Regions from separate parts of the Mus musculus genome. Here region 2 is linked to region 1. A link is a contact called in public promoter capture Hi-C data. All regions are on one chromosome and are shown on one strand. The core of a region is the stretch at or near the end of the contact, and the rest is flanking DNA. Distances in the headings are between cores, read along the strand shown. Region 1 holds the start of Atp6v1g3 (ATPase, H+ transporting, lysosomal V1 subunit G3). Region 2 overlaps Crb1 (crumbs family member 1, photoreceptor morphogenesis associated).

Evidence for each region. Promoter capture Hi-C pulls out the DNA fragments that hold promoters and counts their contacts.
Region 2: a contact with region 1 is called in a promoter capture Hi-C map of pre-B cells, with 4 times the contacts expected there. The contact joins the enhancer-like site here to the promoter of Atp6v1g3 in region 1. A contact is called at or near these places in 15 of 39 promoter capture datasets (the 3T3-L1 cell line, 3T3-L1-derived adipocytes, the HPC-7 cell line and 9 more) and 1 of 115 datasets of contacts at active chromatin or transcription factors (astrocytes).

The regions. Positions count from the first base shown.
Region 1 is chr1:138,270,469-138,277,073 of GRCm38.p6, reverse strand. It overlaps Atp6v1g3 (ATPase, H+ transporting, lysosomal V1 subunit G3), which reads right to left and starts at 3,336. Exons shown (of 3, transcript NM_177397.3): 1 at 3,227-3,336. The coding sequence starts at 3,308.
Region 2 is chr1:139,335,131-139,342,155 of GRCm38.p6, reverse strand. It overlaps Crb1 (crumbs family member 1, photoreceptor morphogenesis associated), which reads left to right. Exons shown (of 12, transcript NM_133239.2): 2 at 4,548-5,126. Among named protein-coding and RNA genes, the nearest start is that of Crb1, 38 kb to the left of the region's middle. Within about 2 kb of position 4,990, at least 8 of the 459 cell types and tissues checked have an H3K27ac peak or open chromatin away from gene starts, as enhancers often do. A contact at or near this core is called in pre-B cells, where this site is marked.

The sequences.
Region 1 (6,605 bases), core at 2,087-4,586:
TTATTCTTCAAAGACATGTGTAGATTATAGATTATATAGACGACTATAGCCATAAAACATGCATATGTATGGACTCAGAGACTCAAAATTTTACATCAAGAAATAGAGACGTTTCTTTCCAGTGGATGGATTTTCTTCTCTGCTCCCTCATAATTGGACTTTTTCACCTGTTCTGCAGCCCTGCCTGCTCTCCTCAAAGCATCTTGTTCAGTCTCCAGTGAGGAAACTTGAGAGCTGTTTAGGACAGGCCTCAGCAACTTTGAGAGAATTCCTGGTGCACCATGTCTATAGCCGTTTAACCACGCACCTCCTGACATTTATAAACTCTTTTTTTTTTTTCATTTATAAACTCTTATGTGACAGCCTTGCTGGGATCTAAGGCAGGACTGTCTAATGGGCTAGATTAATTTTTTCCCACACAACATATATATGACATAATCTCTTTGCTCTTAGATTTTCCCAAAACAGTGAATAATGCTAAATACTTTTTTCTCTCTCCTTTTCTTTCCTCCCTCTCCTGACTGTTTCTTTCGCTTACAAAAGTATACTCACCCACAATGCAAAAAAAAAGTATACTCACCCACAATGCAAACGACTTTCTGAGTTTCTGACTTTCAAATAAATTTAAGAAAGGGATAGTGATGTTTTATAACCTTTACTCCAAATCTCTGTTCTGCTTATATATCACATTTTTCAAGTGAACATTTTTTCTGGGAAAAACTATGTATATGTGTTTATTAAAATGATAACTATATGTGTTTCTTTTATTCCTTGATCTCTTTTGAACCAGTGTTCACTCAGTCTTTAGCACACCAAGTACTTCAATAAGTTAGACCTGAGGTCTACTCATGAGGTTCCATCAACATCACCACATGCACACTCACCCAACGGAATGAGTGAAATAAAAACGACGGGAACATGAGAGGAGGGGCCACACACCAGGCATGTACAGAGGCATCCATCCCCCTTGGCCACAGATCACTTAAGAACTGAGTAAGCCTGGTGCTGCTGTAATCAAACTGCCACCTGCTGACAGGGAGGGGCAAAACAGCCTTGCTAGGGCAGCCTGTGCCAAAGTCTCTTCATGGCACGAAGAGGACATCCTGACATGCTCTGGAAGTCTTAGCTCAGCAGTGCTGGGAGTCAAAATATTTTTCAAATTGTTTTGAAATACGTGCCATTTACTATTATAGACTGATTAGGTGGTCACTATTAACTCTTGGGTGACTACTGGCTTGGATATTCAGGAGCCAAGACATGGTATATAAAATAAATTTGTGTATACACACACACTCACACACACACACACACACACACACACACACACACAGCACACACATACACACGAAGGTGTCCATTAATAAAATGACTTTTTGGAGCACAGATAATAAAATATGCAGTTTCAATATGATTTCTGCGGAATGATTGCCCAAGGTCAGCATAGTCACTGAAGGGGGAGAAAGAAACTTGGTGTTCGTATTCACTATGAACTCCAAAGCACAGCATCCTCAGTGGCACTCACTCCTAAACAACTTGCATAATTAGTGATATTTCTTCTTTAAGCACTTTGAGTAGAGTTGGCAAGATTTATTGGAACCGCAGAGTAATATTGATCGGATATGTGCCCAGTACCATCCTTGGAACAAAGATACCATGTCTATTGTATCTTATAATAGTTTATTATTCCAGGAATTTTAATTATGAGTAGAGATATTTGAATACAAGGCTTGAGAATTTTCTAGACTATTTAAACTGGTAGGTTCTGGATTGCTTGCCTTTCTGTAACATTATTGCATTCACACTCTCTTGCGATTGCATGCATGGTTTTGTCATGGCAAAAGGATATAGAGTGTTAGTAATGGTTTTAAGTACCTTCCTCCTTCCCTGCCTTTGCTGTCACCCCTCTAGAGTTGTGGTGGTGCTCACATGGCAGAATGTTCGGAAACCAATTCACCATAAGAAAGGGGAAGGGTTTTACTGCCACTGCAAACACCAGAGAATGAACACTGTCTGCCTGCTTCCTGTCTGACATCCCAGAAGTCACATAAGCAACATTTTAGAGACACTGCAACCCCCTTCCTATCCGATTTTGAATCTATCTGCAGACAAAGCAGGAAAATGCTATAAAGATGAATGACACTTCAAATTGTTACATATTAGTAAATGATAGAGAGAATCCTGGAAAAACATAGATCTTGGCTTAGGGAACCAGAATTCAAGATGTCAGTCTTGTATAAAAACTATATGAAATGTCTATACTGCATTGTTTAGGAGCTGGCTGCAGATGGAGACCTGGTCCAACTCCTATTGGTTCCAAGTCTTCTCTGTGTGACCGTGAGCATCCTAAAAATGCTGCTTAGCATCATGTCTTCCTTCCACAAAGACCATTGTGAAAAGTAAACAAAATAAATACTGAGCATGGTAGCTGATGTTGTATTTTTGTCTTTTAAAATATTGCCTTGGGCAAATCATAAAACCTATTTTTTGCATTCATGAATTAGAAATAGTTTTGATGCCTTACTCACACCGTGCATGTCAATAAGAGTAGGAAGAAAGTTAAAGACACTCACATGCAAACATAGATATATATGTCTAAATCAGAAGGCAGCAAATGAGACCAAAACAGAGACATTTAAGATGTTGGGATGTAAAAGGCTACCCAGAGAGGGAAAGCAAGCTGTTAAACGTTATCTCAATTTAATGAAACTGTAAATAGCTGCTCAAAAAGCATCAAGCAAATTGGTTTAACTTGTCTTCCTCCTTCCCTTTCTTTGCCGTCACTCCTATTAGAATCTTCTCCTCTGTTGTTGGTGCTCACGTGGCTGGGTGTTCAGAAACCAATTCACCACAAGGAAGGGAAAGAGTTACTGCTTAGTGATGGACTTGATCAGAAAGTTGCCTGTCTCTACACCATTTCACAGTATGGTGCCAACTGAGGTGTAAGTGTGTAAAAGAAGATGCAGAGGTAGGCTTAAGCCTATATCCATAACCTCAGAGCTATTCATTTTGCACACGGCCTCTCAAAAGCATCCACCCCAATTAACAAAAACCCCTTCCTGGTGTGGAGTGTGGAACATGCAGCTGCAGAGTTCCTCCTAATGGCTTAAGGTTTCACTAGGAAAGTAGTAACATCACAGTTCAAATCCAGGTCTGCTTGACAAGGACTCCCATGGTCCTCTCCCTCGTCCCTCTGCATTTTCTGACCAGCCCCTTGGGTGACACTTACTTTTCTTTGCCTCATCTAGCTTGTCCTTGGCCCTTTTCTCTGCCTGCAGGAGCTGTTGGATCCCCTGAGACTGGCTGGTCATGGTGTCTTGCTCCAAGGAAGGTGACTTCGGTGGAAGCTGGGAGATACGGGTCCTTTTCAACTTGTTTTGTCAACAGTGAACACATAGGTGTTTGTTCCAAACTTGCCTGATTGGATCAAAGAGTTGGATGCCAAGGTGAGCTCAAGGAGGAATCCAGGAAAACAAGTTAGTGACTCCAAGACACTGGCAATTCACTGTCACTGACTTGAGCTCTGTATTAACAAGGCAACTATACAGGGCTCCCAGGTTTCCTTAAAGAAATAGGTAGGACATCTCTAGGAACAATATTTGCCACCATATACCCCCACATCCCAATACTGACCTGTTGCTGAATTGCCTTTCAGGTTACAATGTTTCTCCCTGCACCTTGTATTTGCAATAATTTCTCAGGCCTTTATCTGTCTCTGTGATTGAATTATCTGCTTGAGGAAAATTGATTTTCCTTCTTCAAGGAAAGAGATTGTCTGTCTTTGTGGGTGAAGATCTATTTTCTTCTTGTCCTAGGCCTCAGGTAGAAAAGGAAGACCATTAGGGCACCTTATGCTGTTCTCTTGTAAGGCTTTGTTGGAGTTCATGATGATCTTACTACAGTGCTTCAGGCAACAATAGGAGGGATTATTGTCCTGCACTTGAGGTTAGTTTAGGCATATCTTTTCTGTTACTTTGTATCTATGTCCATCTATGCACAATGTACAGTGATGTCCACATATTTCACCTGATTCTGTACAGTAAGAGACAAATAAGAAAGCTACTCAAGTAAAGAATGCAACGTAACATTTCTATGCATCCAATGCTTGTATTGGAAAGGAGGGGTTGGTTCCTTTTTCACTTAGATGGTATGACCCACCAGTGGGTTTTTCATGGACTTCAGCTTGAAAAACTTCTGTCACTTAGTCTGTCAGGTGCAATTTCTTCCAATAGGTGCCTGGATTTAAACACAAATTTAAAAAGGAGGGCCAAGCCTTTTAAGGTTTCAAAGATTATTTTTTCCTAATCTTTTCAAGTGTCTCATCTATACCAGTGGAACAGGAAACAGCCATATCAGGCTCCTTTCAGTATGCACTTCTTGGCATCCACAAAAGTGCCTGGGTTTGGTAACTGTATATGGAATGAATTCCCAGGTGGGACAGTCTCTGGGTGGCCTTTCCTTTAGTCTCCGCTCTACACTTTATCTCCATATTTGCTCCTGTGAGTAATTTGTTCTCCTTCTAAGAAGAACCAAAGTTTCCACACTTTAATCTTCCTTCTTCTTCAGCTTCATGTTGTCTGTTAATTGTATCCTGGTTATTTCAAACTTTTGGGTTAGTATCCAGTTATCAGTGAGTACATACCATGTGTTTTCTTTTGGGACTGGGTTACCTCACTCAGGATGATATTTTCTAGTTCTATCCATTTGCCTAAGAATTTCATGAATTCATCATTTTTAATAGCTGAGTAGTATTCCATTGTGTAAATGTACCTGACTTTGTCTCCTCTTCCCTCCTTCCTCTCTGTTTTCTCTCTCTCTCCTTCTTCCCTTCCTTCCTTCCTTCCTTCTTTCCTTCCTTCCTTCCTTCCTTCCTTCCTTCCTTCCTTCCTTCCTTCCTCCCTCCCTCCCTCCCTCCCTCCCTCCCTCCCTCCCTCCCTCCCTTCCTCCCTCCCTCCCTCCCTTTCTTCCTTCCATCCCTCCTTCCTTCCTTCCTTTCTTCCCAACAAGATCTCATGTAGCCAAGACTGGTCTGAAACTCACTCTATGTAGGGTTAACTTTGAAATTTTGATCTCCCTGAGCACTGGGGTTGTAAACATATATAGCTACACTTGTTAATGCCTGTTGGGTACTGAGAACAGAACTTTGAGTGCTCTAGGCAAGTGCTAACCCAACCCAGCCATACCTCTAGCCCCTTCAATCAACTTTGACAATGCTTAATTTTATTGCTTAATATAATAATTAGTGCAAATGGGATAATAGATTTATCAATGTCATGGATCTTGATCAATGCACACTCCTACTGAATTTCAGCCGATCTTAGACTGTGATACCTTTCAGTAGCTGTAATGTTGGAATCCTTAGTTATTCTGTGAACTGTTAAGTGGAGATTGTTATGAGGAAGTTCTTATGCAAGCAGCTTTATTGAATATCTCAGCTAGACCGAGAAAAAGAAACTTAGAGGGCTTGATGTTAAATAGAACGACTTCATGAAAATTATTTTTCATCTTGAATAGAAAAGTCTATGTGTCCCACAGGCTTCCCCAGTTCACAAGAAACTCCTTGCTGGTTTCCTGTATGCTTTGTTATATTCATTGAAGTAAAATCCATAAAATATAAGTTGCTGTGTATATTTCCATCATCTGAAAGGATCTTTGTTAACAATCCGGCACCTCCACAGCCACCCCAAGGGGCCCAGCAATAGTGGGACATGTCATCACTTGATGCTAAGAGGCAACAGTCCCACTGTTGCCTAATGTCTCCTGCCCTCCTGCCCATATGCTACATCCCCTGATAAAAGGCCCCATTCCTCCTCTCCACACCCTTTTTTTTCTTCACCTCCACCAGAGGCAGGCTTTGTATATCTGTCCCTCTCCCTGAATAAACATGCAAATCCTGTCTCATGGTGTGACTTTATCGACTCTGCCACATAGATCTAACAATATTTTACTTTCATATATAAGAAAGTTTATGATGCATATACGAAAGACAATTAAGTGTTAGGTCCCAAACCTCAAACCCCCCAAATGTCAGTGCCACTGACGTTGTTCTAGAAGACAAAATGACAGTCTGAGAGGAAGCTGGAGTCTGACAGGGTAAACAGCAGTACTATTTGAAGGTAGATAAAAATCTTACACTTAACCATTCCTCAGAAACCTGTATAAAGGGTTTTCGTCTGCCAGGAAGGGTCACTGCTTTTATAATTTCCCCCGATGTCCAGCAAATGGGGTGTCTAGGTCCCTATGAACATATACTAGTAACACATATCAAAGTCCTTAGGTTCTTCTGGCCTGCAAAATCACCTCGCCCTTCCCTCCCCGCAAACCGTCTAGGCTGTTCCAGTTTACAGACTTCCCTACCTTCCGTCTGTTTGTTTTATGACTAGTGAGGCTATCCCTGTCTTTTTTGCTATTGTCTCTACCTCCTGAGAGATAGCTTTGGACTCCCTGAAATGCCCTTGGCTATTCTATCTGCCCTGAGCGGCACCTTTGAACTTTCCCAAATGAACCTTTTTTCTACTCATGGGATCATCTACTTCTGTTTTCACTGCACCCTCACATGATCATATTAAGATCCCTCCCCACCACTACCACAAGTTTATATACCTGCG
Region 2 (7,025 bases), core at 3,741-6,240, 1.1 Mb before region 1:
GTAGGCTTGACTCTGCTAACATGTTTAAACTTCCCAGTTCATTTTAGCAGCATCTGATTAGTAAATATTTAATCTTCTTTATTAAAAAAAACACCAAATACTGTTCGTTGCCTGCTGTTGGGATAATCACACTTTGGAATCATAAATCCTGTGTTTATCTCCTCTTTAGGTGTGGTTAAATGTGAGATAAAATTAAAATAGAAAGCACTGCCTAGTCGTGTTTCCAAAGTTATTCTACAGCAAGCCCAGAGCATCCCTTAGAAATGAGTTTTCTAAATCCTTGGCACATGTCCCACTACTCTGAGAATGAATGAATAAACAAACAAACAAACAAACAAACCTGGGAAACGTTCATGCCTCTGAGCGATGAACCCAAATAAGTGTGCATACACTGCAGGGAGAGTAGGGGAGGGTGTTTAGTTTGGCTAAATATGGACACATTACAATTGCTATTTTTGACCCAGATATGATACTTGGGAGTTCATCCATCCATCCTTTCCATCTTTCTAGTGGCACAGAGTGAATCTGATGCTTCAGTTCAGTAGCAATAAAAATGAATGACAGACATGATTAGAGTTTTGTGGAGAGAATTGGGTTAGTAAATCCTGATAAAAACTGAGAAATTAATAATAACAGAATAATTAAATGGAGAAAGCTTTTTTTTGCTTTTTTAAATGAGTATTTGTGATTACTTCTTTACATATGAGTAGTATGTAGTAATTATAGCTGTCCATGTACATGTGCATACCTGGCATAGAGAAACATTGTTAAGGAACCTTGGCTTGGGTGATTCATACTTAGGAAAGTTCCGTGTGTATTAGGATAAACAGGTACTGAGGACAACATGAGACACACCAGTGTCCTCAGTACAGTTAGTTAGGTTATTATTACAACGTCATTACATGTTATTTTCAGAGGCAAGCATTTAAATAAACACTTAAATTTATAGTTTAGAGTTAAAGATATGTTTTTGCAAAAATGAAAGCTGTTAAGAGCAGACATTTTCTAATCTATTGCACTCCTTATCTTGCCTGGTTCCCACCCAGCCCAGGTCCTTCATGGGAAGGATGTATCTACCACACTGCTTAGTGCTCTCACAGCCTCTATATGGAAAGGTATACCTGAGCCTACCATTTTATGAATACAATCCCTGCCGTGGGAATTAACACTTTATAGTGAACAATAATGTTAATTTTGTATTACACTGATAAATTTTGTTAGGAATTCAAAACCTAGAAATTCAAAAAAGATCATATATATGTGTTGACACACACACAGGGAGGGAAAAGGAGGAGGGGGGAGGGAGGAAGAGAGGGAGGGTGGGGCGGAGGGAGGGAGGGAGGGAGGGAGGGAGGGAGGGAGGGAGGAAGGAAGAAAGGGAGGGAGGGAGGGAGGGAGGGAGGGAGGGAGGGAGGGAGGGAGGGAGGGAGGGAAAGTTTAAAGCTCTGTAAGGAAAATCTTATGACTGCCAGTAGATGGCGAACTTTACTGCAAGGAGAAGGTGCTGTAGTGTCTGACTTGTTCTGAACATTAAACACCCAGTGAAATTTCACACTCTCAGTTAGAAAGCTCATATGAAAACCAAATCTTCCATGCCTATTTTTCCTGGGACCTAAATCCCAATAATAAATTTAAGTCTTATTCTATTAATGATAAAATTAATATTTAATTCTAAAGCATAATAATTATTAAAACCACTTTCTTTTTCATTGAGAGAATGTAGTGTGCCAGGTATAACACATGTGACTTTTTTTCCTGGCATTTTGAAAATGTTGGAATGGCCATGATCCTTAAGTCATGGCCACCCATCATGTGTTTGTGCCTCTGTTCTGTTTTCCCTAGCTGCTTATTTAATTATTTAATCAGTTTTTTTCATCCCATGCCTAGCATTTTGGCAGTGAAGACAGAAAGAGTCTGAGTCCAGGGCCTGTCTAGGTTAGATCATGTCAAACAACATTTAGTAAATTGAAGTTATTTTATAAATTTGAAAAGTGGAACTTTCATTCTGACAGATAATTTGGTCTCATCAGTCAGCGCACATATGCTGAATTGTACCTAAGAGAAGGCCTGTTAGCATCTAGGCACACGTTCACAAATTCACAGATATGACCTTCACTATGTCAAAGACCATGTCAATGGCACCAGGAAGGTGTGAGACTTGTACAAATACTACAAGCACTTAAAAATATACAGAGAAACAGAACAATGGAAGACAGGGGATGGATTTAAATACACCTGGCTTGCTTTGCAAACACTTTATTAAATTTGTCTTCAGTAATCCTCTCCAAATCCCTAGGGTCCTGATGAAGCACACACCTACCTGCTTCTCACGCCCGAGGTGCACATACCAGGAAAAGCTCCCCGAAGTGCTTTCTAACAAATTTGTTTTCATTTATTTCCTAAATGTTTATTTCATCTTTAGGTACTGACATAAAATATTGATATCCTAGCTAGGTGTGGTTGTACACACCTTTAATCCCAGCACTCAAGAAGCAGAGGCAGGTGGATCTCTGTGAGTTTGAGGCCAGCCTCAAACTAGCAAGTTCCTGGACAGCCAGGGCTGTGTAGGGAGACCTTGTCACAAAACTAAACTAAACTAAATTAAATTAGACTAAACTAAACTAAACTAAACTAAGCAAAACATTGTCATCCTACTGTGGCAAAAATTGAGTTAATTATTTAGCAGGTTACACACACACACACACACACACGCACACACACACACACACAGAGAGAGACCTCTATTACTCCCAATATCTGTTACAGTTTATATTATTTTATAGTAAAGGATTATTCTCCTACATGAGAGCTTTATTTTCTCTTTTATTTGTGTACTGATTTCACTTACCGACCTACCCTGACTTCATTTTCTTTTTTGTGCAGCTTTTAGTGTTCTCCAAAATTAACAGCAGTAAAAATTGCTTTGGGTTTTAGAGTTGGTGTGTTTCTTTGCTGTCCCCCTACACAGAACTCCACATTTTTCTTCTCTGACATATCCCTCTTGAGGCTACACTTTTCGCTCTGCTTAATGCTGATACTGGTGGCACATCTGGGGTTCTGGGATTTCTCTTTTAGTAAAACCTGCTTGTCGTTATCTTGTTAGATTACTGACAAGCTTCCTAGGATAAACAACTTCTTTCTTGGTTTCGTTGCCATTTTCATTCATGGTCCCCTAAAATCTTTAAAATGGAGGGAAAAAGTAAGCACACAAATGTTTTCCTCTCTTTAAATTGAATAAGTAGTACAGCTAGGCATATAATTCTGATTTATAACTGAGTTCCTTTTGAATGTGTGTGTGTGTGTTGTGTATCTGTGTGTGCATGACAGAGTCTTACTACATACTACAGGCTGGTTTTAAATCAAGACCTGCCTCCATCTACTGAGAACTGGAGTTACAGGCATCCTCACACACAGTCTTCTTGCGAGTTCTAAGATGTTCTAATATCCTCCAGAACGCAATGCTTCAGAGTATAAATTAGAAATATATCCAATCGATTTAGAGAAAGCCTTAGAACTATCGCTCTCTTGGGACCATTATTCCAATTATATTTTCAAAGATAGATCCCTAGAACAGTTTCAGGAAAATAAAGTTTGAAGCCTTTGACTTCAATATATCTGCAGTGGGACCTTGTCTGTTTTAACCTGTGAGATGTACATAACTATTTGAGAAATACTGTGTGTGAAGTCCTAGGATGGTCAGCACAGTGGAACCCACTGGATTACTAGGGCTTTATTGATTGTGTGTGTGTGTGTGTGTGTGTGTGCTTTGCTTTTTGGAGCATAAAATAGAGATGTTGAAAAAACACTCAATCATAAATCAAGAAATAGGGTTCATTTCAATAGGTGTTTCAGTTAGGCAACTTTTCCACAGATGGCTTTGTAAATGATCTCCTAGTATTTCCTAAAGTTTTACACAAGAGAAGATGGGTGTCAGAATTCTCAGTAGCCGGACAGATTGACAGCATTCTCATTATCTGACTGCACTTAGAACAGAGGAAAGGAAGATGTGGAAGAACCCTGCTGCAGTTAGTTTTGCTGTGCATGCATATGTGTGTGTGTGTGGGGGGGGTGTTGCACTGTGTATTTATTTATGTGCCTGTGTGCAACAAGTGTGGATGTGGGCAAAGACAACTTCCAATGTCCTTCCTGACATATCTATCCTTCATCCTTTGTTGAGACAGTTTCTCATCATCCTCATACTCGACATTAGGCTAGGATGACTGGTCACTCCCAAGGATCTAGCTGCCCCAGTGCTGGAATTTTAAGTGTCTGCTACCCAACCTGCCCTTTAAGCTGTGTGCTCTGGGGACTGGACTCAGACGCTCTTGCTTGCAAGGCAGGCATTTTACTGGGTGAGGCATCACCTTAGCTCCTATCTTAGTTTATTAATCATAAGTATAGAAAACTTCTGGATAAGTGAAGAGTTAAAAATCAATATTTCAGCATATTCCATAATGTGTTTCACTAATGAGTACATTTGAATTTTTCTGTAATTTTATCCTCAACTATTTGCAAATTTAATCTTGATACTTTCTATTTTGTTTTAGATTCATTTTGCAATAAAAACAATACCAGGTGCCTTTCAGGTCCTTGCCAAAACAATTCTACGTGCAAGCATTTTCCACAAGACAACAATTGTTGCTTAGACACAGCCAATAATTTGGACAAAGACTGTGAAGATCTGAAAGACCCTTGCTTCTCGAGTCCCTGCCAAGGAATTGCCACTTGTGTGAAAATCCCAGGGGAAGGGAACTTCCTGTGTCAGTGTCCTCCTGGGTACAGCGGGCTGAACTGTGAAACTGCCACCAATTCCTGTGGAGGGAACCTCTGCCAACATGGAGGCACCTGCCGTAAAGACCCTGAGCACCCTGTCTGTATCTGCCCTCCTGGATATGCTGGAAGGTTCTGTGAGACTGATCACAATGAGTGTGCTTCTAGCCCTTGCCACAATGGGGCTATGTGCCAGGATGGAATCAATGGCTACTCCTGCTTCTGTGTGCCTGGATACCAAGGCAGGCATTGTGACTTGGAAGTGGATGAATGTGTTTCTGATCCCTGCAAGAATGAGGCTGTGTGCCTCAATGAGATAGGAAGATACACTTGTGTCTGCCCTCAAGAGTTTTCTGGTAAGTGCAATTACATCTGCACCCTGTACATTCCTTTCATATTTAAGAATATATGTGTACTCTTTTTTCATTTTCAATATAATATATGTCTAGTCACTTATAAAAATAGCCAAGTTCTAGAACATACTAGTAACTAGAGAGCAAGCTTTAGCTAAAATCTCTGGGACTCTACGGAATTCGCTGGATCTGTGAGCAGGTATGAACCATCAGTACTGCTACTTCATTAGGAGGTCTACATAGCTGCAAGCTTAGACTTGGTTTTTAACAAACATTAAATAGTACCCTTTGTGTACAGATGCCATATTTAAATAAAACCTACCACTTGATGGATTCTGGCTGCTACCATATCCCAAGGTATGGTATTATGAATAGTGCTTTAGTGAATGATGGAAGGCAATAGGTATTTTTAAAATACCTATTTTTGTAGCTATATATTCAGTAGTAGTGCCACTAGATCACATGGTAAACCAATTGCCAGGGATTTCTGAGGATCTTCCATAGTGTTTCCCAAAATATACCAATAAAATAGAGTTCCATTTTCCCCCCAAAATTCCCCAGCACCTACTATTATTCATAATTTTGAACACCACCAATATCACAGTTATAAGATCACAGTTTGCATTTCTCTGGTGATCAGAAATGTTGAGAAACATTTCGTGTATCTCTTGGGCACCTGTATTCTGCACTTGCAGCATCATGGATGAGTCTAGAAGACATTATATTAAGTGAATTAAGCCAGGCATGAAGAGCCAATCTCATAAGTGGAATCCAAAATAGCTTACACAACAAATAGGATATACAATGGTTGCTTCCATGGACTGGCAGAGGGTGGAGCATGGATAAGGAAGGAGGAGATGCTGGGAAATGAGTACAAGGTGAGATGGGAAGAGAAATAAGTTTTATGGTGTTGTTGCATGGGAACTTGATAATAGTGTATACTTCAATCAACCATAAAAAGAATTTTAAGTGTTCTCATAACCAGAAAAAAAGACAGTAAATACATGTCTTGATGGATAAGGTGACAAATACCTTTGGATTTGGTCCATGGACTTCAAGGAGCCACTTTCAGGACCAGACAGTTCTGGTTTTCAGTCCTTTGTATTTTTTCAAACCTGAATTAGGTCCTCCATTATTTGCCCCCAATATATCATGTGGTATATTAGGAAGAAGGCAGGCTACAAATCGGTGGGTTCTAATACTGACACCCGAGTCCCTGCCTGGCTGCTGACTCAGTAAAAGCTTTCCCAACAATTGTGAGTCTATAATTGCAATGGTTCTGTCACAAGAAGGTGACATTTTGCATCCCTTCTCCTTATCTTCCAGAAACTACTTGCTTTCTAACCCTCCAGCATGCTCCCTGAGTATTTAGAATGAATGAAATAAACTTCCTATTTAGGGCTGAACATTAATTGAAATCTTTTATACAGTCAAAATGTAGAAATAACCTATGTCAAGGGTGTATTCAAAATACTGAGATGTTAACCAACAATGCACTTCTCTTCACAATTAATGTATTATTACTGTGGGTAACAAGGTGTCTGCTCTAGGCTCAAAAGAGCCAATGTTCTTTGCTGGGTAAAACACTGAAATGCAACCATAAGTCCACTCATAACATGATGTTGCTCCCATAAGGCTAAGCAACCAGGCAAAGTCTCATACCTTGGCTTTTTATAAGCCATATTTAAAGTGTAATTACAAAGTAGAGTTTGCATGAAATAAACATAAGGCCACAAGAATCAGGACTGCCATTATTGGGCTAGGCTTGCTCAGCTCCAAGGATATGGTCAAAGGCTCCTTCATCAATCACCTGCAGAAATACAACAGCCTGTGTTCTAATAGCCTATCTTGGTTCTCATCTCTGAATACAAATTACCCAGAAATATGTGAAACAGAAATGTT